2 separate regions of the Rattus norvegicus genome follow, and region 2 is linked to region 1. The links are chromatin contacts, called in public HiChIP or PLAC-seq maps. All regions are on one chromosome and are shown on one strand. Each heading gives the region's core, a stretch centred on a gene start, on an enhancer-like site or on the middle of the called end of the contact. The rest is flanking DNA. Distances are from core to core; before and after follow the strand shown.

Region 1 (7,037 bases), core at 2,833-5,332:
CTAGGATGTTTCTATCACATGTCCTATTTCTGTTTTACAACAACTGACTCTAGAGGACCACAGTATAATGTAAGATACCTCTATGCTGGCACACCTGTGTGTGTGAGAACAGAGCTAACTGCTGCCCTGGGAATCCTCCTTGGATGTTCTAAAACATTTCATTTGACCTTCATGGAAATGTTCAGGATTCAAAAACTTACCAAAGGGTGAATGTGTGGTACATTCTTGGGTGGATATTGCTCAAGGGCATCCATGCACATGAGGAATCTTTAGGTTATAAATCTGGGCTCTCAGCTGCTTCCAAGAAATCAAATAATGTCTCCCCTACTCATGGAAACCCCAAGGCAGGAGGCTGTGTAAAATTTTGTCTCTATGTCCATCTTTTTCTTCCTCTGTGAAATTAAATAATTCTTTAGAATGAGCTATCAAAAATGTTTCCTGCAAGCATTCTTAAACACAAAGGGACAATCATGTCTACCACAGAGCTTGGCATACAGGGGGCACCTGGTAAAAGTTGCTGAGTCAAGGGACACTTTAGAAAGTCTATATTTTTAATTCTTACTTTAATTTACATTTTGGCCTCACTGTAGTATGCGATATAAACCACTGTTGAATGCTATTTAGTGCCTCTTCTAAGGGAAATAGTCTCTACCAGCTTTTAAAAATATACTCTCAAAAATATCCACTAAACTATTTATAGTCAGGACAAGGGTCCCACTGGCCTGAAGATGCAGTCTGGATGGGTGAGTGAGAAAATGAGTGATCTGCCTGTGGCCAGGCCTGTGAAGCAGCAGAGCAGAGGTCTGAACTCAGTTACATCCATCTCTAAAGCTACCGCATTTCTGCCAACTCTCGGCACACACAGTGGAAGCAGCGAGTCAGTGGGCAGTCTCTAGGAGCAGATGTAGTAAGATGCTACTTGAAGACTGGATTAGAAAGGCAGTTCTTCATATATACTCATAAAGGACCAAAAGGAGCAAAAGAAAACAAAAACAAAACTAAAACAAGAGTATAGAAAACAACTTGCTGGAAAACAAACATGCATTATATATTAAATGTAATCGGAAATAAAATCAAGAAGGGGAGAAGCAGAACGAAATTAAGAATAAACACAGCTAAAGAAATGGATCACCTGAACTAATATTTTAAAATTAGCATTTAGATTAGCACTTCTAAAAGTGGTTCAATAGGAGGTTCATGTTTCTTACATGAGAAAGTCAGTGATCAAGTAAGTTTTGGAAGGACTGAATTGGTTAAGATTCTTCATTCTCATGTCCCTAAGCTTTTAACACACAAACGTGTACTGCAAGTCTCCTTGAGCAACATTAATGCTTCTTAGAAAGAACTCTCACCAAAGATCAAGGCTAAGGTTTCCATCTCACTCACTTTGACGCTCCTGCCTAGGGACAGGACATCGGACAAATACATTGGCCATGGCTGCTGTGTAAAGTTGGACAGGGTATGGTATACACAGCCCAAAGCACCAGCCCTGAACACACAGTGGAGCCTGAAACAGCTCTGTTCCTCTTGATAATCTGTGCCCAGTGTGGTTGACAGAAGCCCACAGGAAGGGGCCCTGACTGACGATATTATCTCCCATCAGTCAAGTGAGAAGTGGCATCAGTCTTATCTGAGGCAATGACAGAGACAACATTGCCCATCAGGAACCCAAAATACAATTTAACCTGAAGCACTTAGGGAGAATGAGAAAATCTAGGTAAGAGGTTATTCCTGGGGTGAAAAATGGGCAAGAAAGGAAGAGGACAAAGGGTCAAAGGAATGATGTAGGCCAGAGCTTCATGGAATTCTCTGAGCCATGGGACACATCTGCATTTCCTTTTCACAATACACCTATAACATCTGGGCTAAGAAAAGAACTCTGGGAGGCTTCTGGGATGAAGATCACACAGACAGAAAGTTAATTATCTGAGTGCTGGTCTTATCTTGTAACATCTGTGTTACTGCTTTAACTGTTCTTTTAAATCAACAGAACTTTTAAGTTAATGGTAGATGTACAGCAGCGAGAGCCATGCGTGTATTTTCAGAGGCAGTGCCGAGTGCTGTGGAGGACAGTCTAGGTTTGAAGGGCTCTTACAACTGCCGGAGGTGTGACTCCATTTCCCTGCAGTTAACCAGGGTTGAGCTAGCGAGCAGAGACAACAGAAGGTGAAGCTCGTCAGACACTCGTTCTTCCCTGGATTTTCTGGTCGTCTGGGGCTAAGATGGAGGAGCTAAGATACCTGGAGAGCTCTGAAGTCTACCTCAGCCTACCTCATGTCTTCTCCATGCCAAACCCTGCTGAGGACGGCCATGTGCCTGACTCCCTGATGGAGTCTTACGTGAACCAGGCTCCTTCAGAAGGCATGTGACACGAGGAGGAAACTCACATGTACTACACTCACGACGGTGGCACATACTCACTAACCAGGTCTAATACAACATGTAATGTGCTTCAGTCAGTCCCTACCACAGCATAAGCAAAAGTTTCCATAACGTTAAATAACAGCAATGCTGCTGGCTTAAAGACTGAGGATGAGACGAGGCTAATTAATCAGTTATTTAACTAAGTTAAAGACAGCCTCTCTTACATTGCCCAGAGTGGCTAGTATTGAAGACTTGATACTGCAAACAAAAAACAAACGAAAAACAAAAAGACATACCGACAAGCAAGTGACAGCAGGCCATTTTTAATGTCACTCTGAACAAATCTCTAGCAAGTGACCAGGTTCTTTCCTCCTTCCTTCTTCTGCTATGGACCCATAGCTTTAAAGCATGCCTTTCCTGGTTCCAGATGCTGTTTTTCAAGTATACCTTGAGTTAAGGATCAGTTCTCTATGATATAGTGTGTACACACTCTTGATCAAAGTGTTACCTGCCACATGCAAATGTTACAGGCTGAAAATTCAATCCTACTTAAAAATCACTATCTGACTTTCTATTTAAAATATTTTTAATGTGCAATAGCTCTTACTAATTTAAAATTCAGCCTGGATTACACATGACTTCTGTACACTGCATACATTTATTACATAGCAACTGTATACTGATGAGAGAAAATTCCAAGACATTAGTTATGGTCTGGCTACAACTAGCTCATGAAAATGACTTTCCAATTTTATTTATATGTCACAGAGAGGTAGCAAGCTTTCAAAACACAAGGAAAAACTCTAAAAGCTTCTGAAATGAATATATGATGTATGTTTTGTTGACACTCGTGCCTTCCATGATAGACTGTGTTTCACTGTAGGTAGCTCTGCCTTGGGCTGGAACTCATCACCATCTTTGATTTACTTGATTTCATATGAGCATTCAATGTCTCACTGCAAAGGGAACACCTGGGTGGCATTATAGAAGAGATGGCACCTACACCATCCCTATCTAAGATACAAACCCCGAATCCTAAGATTATCTAACTGTCAGGATCTTGGACACAATGTAAAAAAAAATATATATATATATATATATATATAAATATATTGCAATTGCATATATATGAATCAGTATATCTAACTGTATAAAAGGAATATTACATTAAAATGTCAAATTATGTAATAATCTTTACTTTTTGAATTTTTCCATATTCCTGTTTTATTGTAGTAAACACATGTAACTTTCATAATAAAAAAAAGAAACACCCCAAATCCTTTCCCTCTTGCTCATCCACCCACACCCATGTGAATGTCCCACATTGCTAAATGGTCATGAGTCACATCAGGGCATGAGGGGGGTGGGGGGCAAGAGAGGGTAACAGTACAAACACCAAAGCCGTTCAATTATGTATTATCATTCTGCGAAAAGATGAGAAGGTATGTGGGGAGCCAGAAATAACGGGTACATCTGTAACAAAACAGAGCATCAAAGGCAAGAGGACAAAGAAATCTGTTGTGAGACTGTGTCTCCGAGAAATGACAAATAAGCTTCCTTAACAACACGGCTACCTCACAAGACCCGATATACCAAGAGCTGTGCTAACATGGAAGGGGAACCTCGGGGTCTCCACCTCTAGACAGAGAACTGGTCTACAGGGCTGAGACCGGGAAACAGTGTCCCTGGGAATGAGCCCTTATTTGGTTGTCCAGTACCAAGGGGCAGGACACAGAGCAGTAACAGTGAACAGAGGCTAGGAGTCTCCGTGTGTGTGTGTGTGTGTGGTGTGTGTGTGTGTGTCCAGGACACAGGGGAAGGGGTTGAAGAGAGGGATGGGAAGGGAAATTATGTAATTATATTTTCATTTAAATGAGAAAAAGACGAGATCTTCAAAAAGGCATTAGAGTTCAGGATATTCAGCAACCGCCACTGGGCATAACTATCCTTTCTACACTTTTTAACATTTCAAAGAAAAGTCTCAAAAATAATGTGATAAAAATCTAGATTCAACATGCATGTTTTCAGCTATTTTCATCTGGAGAGAAAAGAAACTGAGAAATAAAAAAGAAAATAAAACAAAAAGCAATCCTTAACCCAAACCACAACACTCTGCAGTCAGACAGTGTAAACAGGCAGTGCTCTGCCACTGCGGAACTTTCTGCGGCTCCAGCAGCTCTGCAGCAGAAACTGCCCTTCATGGCTCAAGGACGAGCTGCAGGGCTGTGGAAAGGCTAGGGCAGAGAAGGGACCAGGGGCACCAAGAGTCCTGCCTGGACTAGACACCCTCTGACCACAGTCACTACTGTTAAATAAGGTTTGCAGACAGACTGTAAGACCACTGCAGCAAGGACTTTGAGGGCATGGCATTTAAATGGCGTCCTCTTAACCACAGAGAATCTCTTCCCCAGAGCGATTTTGCCTTTTGGGAACTTTAAATGTATCTGATGCTTCATGTCCTTTGCTGGGATCACATGACCAGCCAGCACTGTTCACCAAGCAACCACTGTATTATTGCTTTCTTTTCAAAGGTTAAAATCATGAGCTTAATCTTGATACTGTATATTTAATCAAACGAGCAACAAAACCACAAGCAGCTAAATTCAAGAGCAGTCTACTTTTATCTAGCTATTGTAAGGAGTGCATTGTAAAAGTAGTCCTTCTTGCTAATATACTGAATTTTAAATGGGCACAGTGATGGTAGGTATCCACACCACCACAGAAGAACCGCATGGTACATAGGTGCTTTACATAACTTCTGAAAATCCAACCACAACATGAATTTGTAGAGGGCTCGGGTGTGCATTTCTCACTGATAGGTCCTGCCTGCTTATCCCCGTATTTGTACAGACCCTCCATACATACAATACATACACTGAGAGTGACATGGCCCGGGTTGATCATCAGTCTCCTTTTATAAAAGCGACGAAATCAGGATGTAGACATCTTTCCAACACATGGGAAAGCAGCTGTTGGTAACCTTTTCTTTCCTAAAGCTCTTGTATCTTGTCACAGACATGTTAAACATCCCACCATGTCCATGTTTCTCTAGTTCCTCACCACTAAGAGGCAGCATTTCGTAGATATAAGACACCTAACAGACCAACTTCTGGAAGCAGTGTAGATCCCTCCATCTTCTCAGAATGAAAACCACACAACTGATGTTAGAAAAAGAAATTTACCAGGAGGGAAACACTGGCTCACAAAACCTAGGGAAGTGCAAAGGCAGAAGGCCGAAGACACACCCCAGCCTCCTTGAGGCACAATGGAGGCCAGTGGACTTTGGTTCTGTACATTTCTTTACAATGACATTTGGACATAGTGATATTTTATTAAACATTTTTGTTCCTCTAGATTATAACTTGATGCCTAGACTATGATTTATATTCCAAAAAACTTAAACTCACAAAAATTTAAAAACACAGTATAGAGAGGATCCTGTTTATTCTTCAACTTTTCTGGTAGCAACAACAGCTTACATATTATTTTATTAAAATCTAGAAACTGAAACTAAGATGATTACACTACAGACCTTATTTAAATCTCATCAGTTCTTGTATATGCTTGTTTCTTAAACAACAACTATATCTTTGCACATATGTCTAAGGAAGGTGTAGTTATTGGTCTCTGTAAAAAGTCCAGTGCTTGACTTGGGGCCACAGAAAAGATGCCTCTCTGCCTGGGTTTGGTAAGCAAGGCACTCAGAGGCAGCAATACCTGTTGATTAGATGGTCCTACAGACAACTCCTGCTAGCAGACCAAGAAAATATCTACCCGATGCTGGTTTTCTAAGAGTTAGGGACCCTTCCCAAAAAGATTCCAAAGAAAAGCACGGTCCAAGCAGTGTTGAATCTCAGAGCTCTGCAAGCAGCATCTGACAGGGCAATGCATAGTGAAGCTGTGGGAAAAAAGCCAAAGCCAGTGGCAGATTCAAGGGAGACAGAGGTGCCAGCACAATGTCACGCTTGTCAGAAAAAGCTACAGTTTTCTTAGGCAAAGACAGCCCAAGAAAAGTAACCATGTGAACTAAACCAAGTCCAGTGTAAAATGATTATTTTTATGGCCACTCACCAGGAACAGCATCACCATTTTCAAACAGAAAATATTTATTTTTATTTTCTGAATGAAATGAAATAAATTAGGTCTTACAGAATTTCTTTTTGATCTTCCTTAGACTTCTATTCTATGAAAGAAGCGAGGACATAGCCAAAAAAAAACAAAATAAAAACAAACCCAAAACTTGGACTGAGTAAGTCTAATGAAACAGCAAGACCAGCACTTTTGGTTTGGGAAAGAAAATCCCTAGAATATACAGTAGCAGAAGGAACATACACAGAGTGGTAGAGACAGCTGAGGTAGAGACAGAACAATGGGCTCTAGATGCTTTCTAGCAGTGTGAACCAACATCATCTCAGCATGATTCAGTACTCTTGGGAAGATACCTAATACAGGACAGCTAGGCACTGTGGTAAGACAGCCACATATTACTTTAATAGTTACTTTTCTTGTCACTGATATATGATACTTGTCAGAGTGTACTTAAGAAAGGAAAGGTTCAGTTCAGTTCGGAAGAGCATAGAGCAGCCTTTGAGGAGGGCATGGTGGAGGTCTCTGAAGAGGACCTTAGAGCTGGGATGCCTCACGTCTTGGCTAATGTCAAAGCACATCTGTTC
Region 2 (7,037 bases), core at 1,323-3,822, 46 kb after region 1:
ACAGAAACTAGATCCCACTAAATGTCAGGATTTTCATTTTATGGAATGAGTTCTTTTATAATGTGCACAATCATTCTTAGGCCCTGATATGTGTGCAGACTATTATATTAATTGATGTGTGTACACATCCATATAGCATTTCACACAAAAATTTTCATCCCTACTCTGATGATTAATTCACTTGACAAATGTCCCCAGTGGGACACAATATCCAAGAGCTAGAAGTGCAGGGGCAATCTATGACATCAGGGGTTACTAACGGGCCACCTTAATCCCATTTATTACTAGGTCTCTAGACACAAAGTGTTTGAAAACATGAATGCTCTTTTATTGTATGTCATATGAGAATGTAAAGAAAAATGCAACCACTCAGAAAGGTAGTCGATTTTAGAAAATGTTTAATCTTAAGATAAGATAAAGGAAGACTTTCTTATTATGTTACACTTTGTAGACTGAGTTATATTGTAAAGAGGGGGTAGCCTTCCTTTCAGTCCTTTCTCTGCAGTTATGAGTGAAATTAAAGGCTGTAAATGATTTAAAAGTGGCTTCTATTTTTGATACTAAGAGTGGAAAATGGAACCCCTCTACTTAAGGCAGTTCTAGTTTAGTTAGGGAGTATTCTTCCTGCAAAGCTTTAACTTTATGGTCCATGCTCCGGTTGAGGTAATGGACTCCATGTTTGGAGAACACACTCAAAAGCTTAAGTGGCCTAGGAACTTCTCAATGTTATCTACCTACTTTGGTGTCACTTAATACCATGTCAAGTGATTCAGCACAGTAACCCTCTTAAGTTATTCCACATCTCAAAAGTGAGCCTGGAGTCCCTTCACCATCCAATGATGTGTGACAGACACAGACAAAGTTTATGGTCCAGCCTCAATAATTATACATGGTTTGACTAATGTTTGCAAAGGTCTACAGGAGGAGCAGTACTTGTTACTAAAGTTCATTCCCCCAGTGCAGGGGAATAGGGGGGGGCAGTAAGGGGGATGTACGGAGGGAATACCCGTATGCGGGAAGGGGAGGGAAAAGGATGGGGGGTTATGGACAGGAAACTGGGAAAGGGAATAACATTTGAAATGTAAGTAAAGAAATATCTAATAAAAAATTAAAAGAAAAAAAGAGTCCATTCCATATTTTTTTGTTTGATAGTTGTGGTAAGGCATGAGGTTAATGGATTTTATATACTTAAAGTACCTTTAATTTAAAAAACTACAACTACCTCCTTGTTCCCAAGGGGGATTCAAGCTAGTGATATTCAAGCTAGCTTCTGAAAAATGCTATATTATTTACATAGACCACATGCTAGTTCTTGTGGTTATTTTAAATCTCTAGGTCTCCTGTAACACCCCAAACAGTGTAAATGTTACATAAATAGTTATTTGAACAGATCATGGTGGCACGGGCCTGTCATCCCAGCTACTGAAGTAGCTGAGGCAAGAATATCTTCAATTAGAGGCCAGCTCAACAAAAATAAACAGGATATACATATCAGTTTATATCCAAGGCTTCCCCGTCCCCAACCCAAATTTCACTTCACATACACGGAAGCTGAGGGTACAGAACGCCTCACTTAGATGAATAGTTTCTCAAACCCAAAAAGGAGACTCAGCAGGTTACAAGCTCCGTACAACACCTTCTCTGAAAACGTTCTTTCAGCATAGGATGGTAACACTCCTACAATCTTAGTGCTTGTAGACTGAAGCCACACATCATAAGTAAAAGGCCAGCTTGGACTAAATGATGATTTCTATGCCAGTTTGGGCTATACGATGAGACCTTGCCTCAACAAAACCAAACAACTATTTCTTGTTAGTATGGTGGGGTTGCATAGCCTAGATTGGGTTTGGACTCTGAGTGTCAGGCATGTGTTCTAATCCCTTGGGGATTCAGGATCTTTTTTTTCCCCTTTGAGTTGAGGGTCCCACGTTGCCCAAACAGCTTCCCGTGCCGCTGAGAATGGCCTAGGAATCAATCCTGATTCTTCTTCCTGCCTCCACCTGCTGAGTGTTCAGATTCCAGGTGTATATGTCCACACTTGGTGGGATCAGGGTCTCACTCCACTTTTTAGCACTGTGAAGGTGTACATACTAGATGACCCATAAACTAACTGCACCTGTTACTTCTTTGACTGTAGTCCATACATGGCCGTCTTTCTTCCAGTTCTTTTCTAGTCTTAGTACAATAGTTTCTGGCTCTTCTGATAGATTTGTAAGAGACACTGATTTGTCTCCTCTTAACATTCAGAAATGTCTCTGCCTCAATTCTGATTATTTCTTACTTTATTTCCTCCCAACATCAATTTTGGGGTAATTACCAAGGAGGTCTTTTTCCTATGTGCTCTATCCCCAAATTTCTAGAAAGCACTTGTGTCTTTTTTTCTCCGATTCCCTTACCTCACCCCCACCCTCATTCTTTGAGCACTAAATAGAGGATAGGAAGTTCTGAAGAAGAAAGAAAAATCTCCCCAGAGATTTACAAAACCCACAACGTGAACTGACTACAGAAACAATGGTCTGTGTAACTCAGGATCCTGACCTGATGACTCACTCGCTAAACAGGCTAGAGTTTCTTCCATGCCTTGGGATTGCTTAAGATCAGAGAATTTCCCTGGGGATTTTCCCAAAGCCTTCACTTGCTCCCCACAAGCTTCAAACAATTTCTTATTTTCCACTCCCATTAAAACCTGTTCCCCTTTCCAGCTAATAGTAGGGGTAATTTCTCTTTAAGTTCTACTCTGGAGAGAAAATCCTGCAGTGGACGCTTGGATACTTAAAATTCGCTTTAAACCTTTGCCAGCTCTTGTCTGTGGAACAACAAGGACTCTGCCTTGGGAGCAGGGTCTCCCAAACCCCATTTACTTCTCATAGCAAGGGCAGTCAGGCAAAACTGAAGCAGAGCTCTACTAGACATGCTTTCCTCATGGGCTGCTTGACTACTCTAAAACACCGTGCAAATTCACATAACGCAGAAATGCGGTTCTGTACTAGACGGCACAATCAGTGCTCAGTGTCTGCTCACACCTGCTCACTAATTACCATGCACCACGGCCTCCTGTGACTGGAGTGCACTTTAGAATTTGTCATAGAGTGGACAGAGTCGAAGATTATTTTTATTCACATGTCTTCACTTGAGGAAGACAATGTACTATGCTGGATTCGCTCTTACTCCAATGACTGTTTTACGGGGCAAGATTTCCACAATTTCTGCATTTTTTTGGGAAAGTTCTCCTGAGGATAAAGATATATTAAGGCTTTCGCAGTAACCCTATTTATTTATTAACTATCCTAAGAATTAGTTTCATAAATAACGTACAACTGACTTCTCTCTTAAAAAAACTAAAAAGAGATAATCGATAAAATACCTACCCCCTCTTCCCTCCCAAAATAAGAAAAAAGGTCTGGCAGGACAGCTCAAAAGTTACACCCACCAGCTCCTTCAGACAACCCGGTTGGAATCCCAGAACCCTATTTCAGTGCATAGTTGCAATTCCAGCCCCCAGGGGATCTAACACTGCCTTCTGGCCTTCTTAGGTACTGTACCCATATGATGCACAGACAAACACTCAATTACATAAAATGGTGGGAGAAAAAAATAAAGACAAACATTGTTCACTCACAGATCTTCCACTTTCCCCTCAGTTCAGCAGGTACTTTCAATGTCTCTTGCATTTCTCCAACATTTCGAGGTCCTGCATTGTAAAGTGTATGTGCTACTTAGCTTTAACTGTCAACCTGGCACTGCCTAGAGTCATCTGAGATGAAAGCTTCAATTGGCCAGTGGGCAAGTCTGTGGGAGAGTACTGACACATACTACAGGTGACACCATTTTTGGGCAGCTCACTATGGGTGACACTATTCTTGGGCAGGTAATCTCAGGCTGTATAAGAAAATGAGCTAAACACAAGCCTGCAAATGGAATTCTGTCAAGACTTCTTACCCTGACTTCTCTGAATGATGGACGGACTATAACCTTAAAGTATAAGCCAGATAAAGCTTCTTGTCATATTTTATCACAGCAGAAGGAAGGGAACCAGAGCAGTGTGTGGTGGTGAGAGATTTTCCAGTGGGTGTGTACTCTGTGCTTTCTCTAACTCATTAAGCCACTCTACTCTGACTATGGGGCTACTAGACCAGGAGCTTTGGCCAGCAGGTCCTCTGCAATCAATGAAGTTCTTTACATTTGATGATAATTAGGACTCGGTTGAAATGGGAAAACTTTAATTTCCAATAGTCAAAGGTTATCTGCATTTTATTGTACTACAGAACTAGAAGAATCTTATGTATGGATGACATAGCCTAATTGTCATATTTATTTACAACAAAAGCAAAAACCAAAACCCTGAGAATCTAAACGACTTGCCCAAGTACAGAGTTTGGACTAAATGCAGAGCTGCCTCTTACTCATGGTGTTCCTATGAGGAGGACGGGAAGGCAACTCCAGGCTCCAATGGCCTATGAGGGCATTTGGTTCCTCAGAAGCTCAGTAAATGGGAGGGCAGATCCTGTGATAACCCCAAGTGCTTAGCAAACATGGGTCAATTAGGTCTCTAAGAGGATACAAGCTCCAAAAGCAAGTTTGGGAAGGACCAGAGAAAGAGGACGGTGGGAGGCTTGGAGGAGCCTAGGGGATCTTTAATGGTGAAAGAGGTTGAGATGAGGTCATGGGTGGGGAGAGCCACATGCACGTTGGTGTGGTTAAATTGGAATCTGGTAACCCCTTAGGCGGAAGAGCCCTGGGAAATTTATGTAGTGGTGACATGTTCAGTTCCTGCTTTTAAAGAAACTGAGGCAAGAGTGTAGTGAGTGTGAGGCCAGACTGGGCTAACAGCAAGTTCCTATCTTAAAAACCAACCAACCAAATGTGTTTGGCCATATGGAAGGGGGCCAAGTCACCGACAAGGAGGGACCTGAAGGGACCAAGATTATAGTCACAGGATCTCATCTTACCTGAAATCACTGATGCCTGACCTCCACTCCTACTAACTAACACATTCTTAGTACTGTATTTACAGAATAAACACTTGTAGAATAAATAAAATATGTTTAGCAGCCAAAAAAGGACAGATGAACTTTATTACTTTAAAAATTCAAATAGGAGTAACCTCAAAACACTGTAAACCATCATAATTTTCTCTTAATACTCAGCATGTAAAGAAAAAATGTATTTTATACTCTATTTCTAGAGCTGCTAAATAAAACTGTACATGTGGGGTATTAGATATATTAAACAAAGTTTCTGTGTGGTCCTTTTCAGTAGGCACTTAGGATAAACATCAATCCTTTATTAAATAAAAAAGTCACTGAATGTTAACTGGAACCCCGAGTTCTACAAGTATCTGCAATATTTAAACTAGAAGAATGTCCCACTTTGCATGACCCACACTGGAATAAAGGCGATCATAAAGTTTTGAAAAGACTTACAATAGGCAGCACTGAACACTGTCCCCCCTTCCAAATTTTAAGCAAACAGCTCCTGAAACACAACTTTATCTTCAGATACATTATTAAGTGTTTTGAACTTTTTTATTTTAGCAGAAGAATAAACATAGGCTCATTTCAAGGCCCTGACCACAGGATTTCCTTAAATGATGCACTAATGACAAACACAAACCAGTGGAAGGCTTGACTCACCATACCAGACTTTGCTACATTCCAAACACAGATCTGCTTCCTATCAAGAGAGAACTAGCTCCACAAACAAGTTTCCTTTAACCACTTGTCTTGTGAATATTTCTGCTTTTGTGTAACATGTAATCAAAGGACAAGACCCCTATCCCCAGTGTTAGATGTGTGAATAGGAATAGCTCCCACTTACTTGTCTATAGTGCTTGATTACAATTAGTCTGAAGCTAAAGATGAAATTTTTAGCTTCGAAGACTTTTCCTCTGGCTGCACTGCTAAGATCACCAGGGAAGACAGGCTGACCCAGCAACCTAGAGATGTCTATCTCACTGTTGAAAAGGGACGAGCTGGCCTATCAGATCCCACTGCACAAGCTCGAAAGAAGGGGTGGGAAATATGATGTACAAGTCATAACTGGTGTTGACCAAGTGTTGAGGAAGAAACACCACTATAAGCAAGAAACAAAGAAAAGAAACAGATACAAGTCTATGTAGACAGAAAAGAAGAAATTAATACAAGAAAGGGACTACAACAGGGGTCAGGAGGTAGGAAAGCCAACAGCCCTCCTTCTGAGGGAGCTGACCTGAGCCCTACCTAGCTCAGGAGGTCCAAGTGAAACAACCTTCCTTATTTCATGCACAACCTACACATCCCTATACAGTGAGGCACACTGATCTCTGCAGGGCAAACATACAAGGCTCAGTAAGGTCTATTACAAAGCTCAGCTGACCTTCAGTAAGCTACTTGAAGTTCAATTACTGATTCTGAGTGCTTCCTATGCACTTGGCACAAGGAAACACTATCTAACAAGGCAGGCATTCTCAATTATTTTAAAAATGAGGAATCTGAGGCTCAAGGGTCACATCTTAACAAATGTGATCCACAAAAGCTTTTCTTACTCTACTACTTTGTGTTGGAGACAGCAGCAGTTATGAGAGACCCCATGAGAACTGATGAGAAGGAACAACACAACTGGACAGGGAGAGAATTCTTAAACATGATGGGGACATGGCATGGTATGAAGGCCAACAAAGAAAGAGTGTATGAAGTGCTTGGTGTTATCTCCAGACAGGAAGGGACTTGAAAACATCAGAGATGGGCTTAAAGCATATAGATTCACATCAGAAATGGAAATCAGGCAGCCCATCACACAGTGAGAAGGGGTGGGAGGGATTAAAGTATAGATACTCCTTCAACTTTTTACCTGGTAGAAAGATGTCACTAAGACCTAGACACAATCCTGTGATTCCCAGCCCTTAGTCCCACTGGCTCAGCCTTCACTCATCAGTCTACAAATGGTAGTGGTGTAACCAGGCAGCTGAGAGACAGTATGGCGCCTATCATCTTCTCTAAAGACCTGGCTAAAGCAACTAACGGGCAGCCCGTTCTATGGTGATGGTTCTTACTGGACAG

Evidence for each region. HiChIP or PLAC-seq counts read pairs in DNA pulled down with a chosen protein or histone mark.
Region 2: a contact with region 1 is called in an H3K27ac HiChIP or PLAC-seq map of oligodendrocytes, with 3 times the contacts expected there. The contact joins two enhancer-like sites. A contact is called at or near these places in 2 of 12 Hi-C or Micro-C datasets (Schwann cells and frontal cortex) and 1 of 1 datasets of contacts at active chromatin or transcription factors (oligodendrocytes).

The regions. Positions count from the first base shown.
Region 1 is chr7:97,770,924-97,777,960 of GRCr8, forward strand. All of the region lies in intron 5 of Asap1 (ArfGAP with SH3 domain, ankyrin repeat and PH domain 1), which reads right to left. Among named protein-coding and RNA genes, the nearest start is that of Cyrib, 120 kb to the left of the region's middle. Within about 2 kb of position 4,083, at least 27 of the 93 cell types and tissues checked have an H3K27ac peak or open chromatin away from gene starts, as enhancers often do.
Region 2 is chr7:97,818,644-97,825,680 of GRCr8, forward strand. The region is part of intron 3 of Asap1 (ArfGAP with SH3 domain, ankyrin repeat and PH domain 1); the gene reads right to left. Among named protein-coding and RNA genes, the nearest start is that of Asap1, 160 kb to the right of the region's middle. Within about 2 kb of position 2,573, at least 18 of the 93 cell types and tissues checked have an H3K27ac peak or open chromatin away from gene starts, as enhancers often do.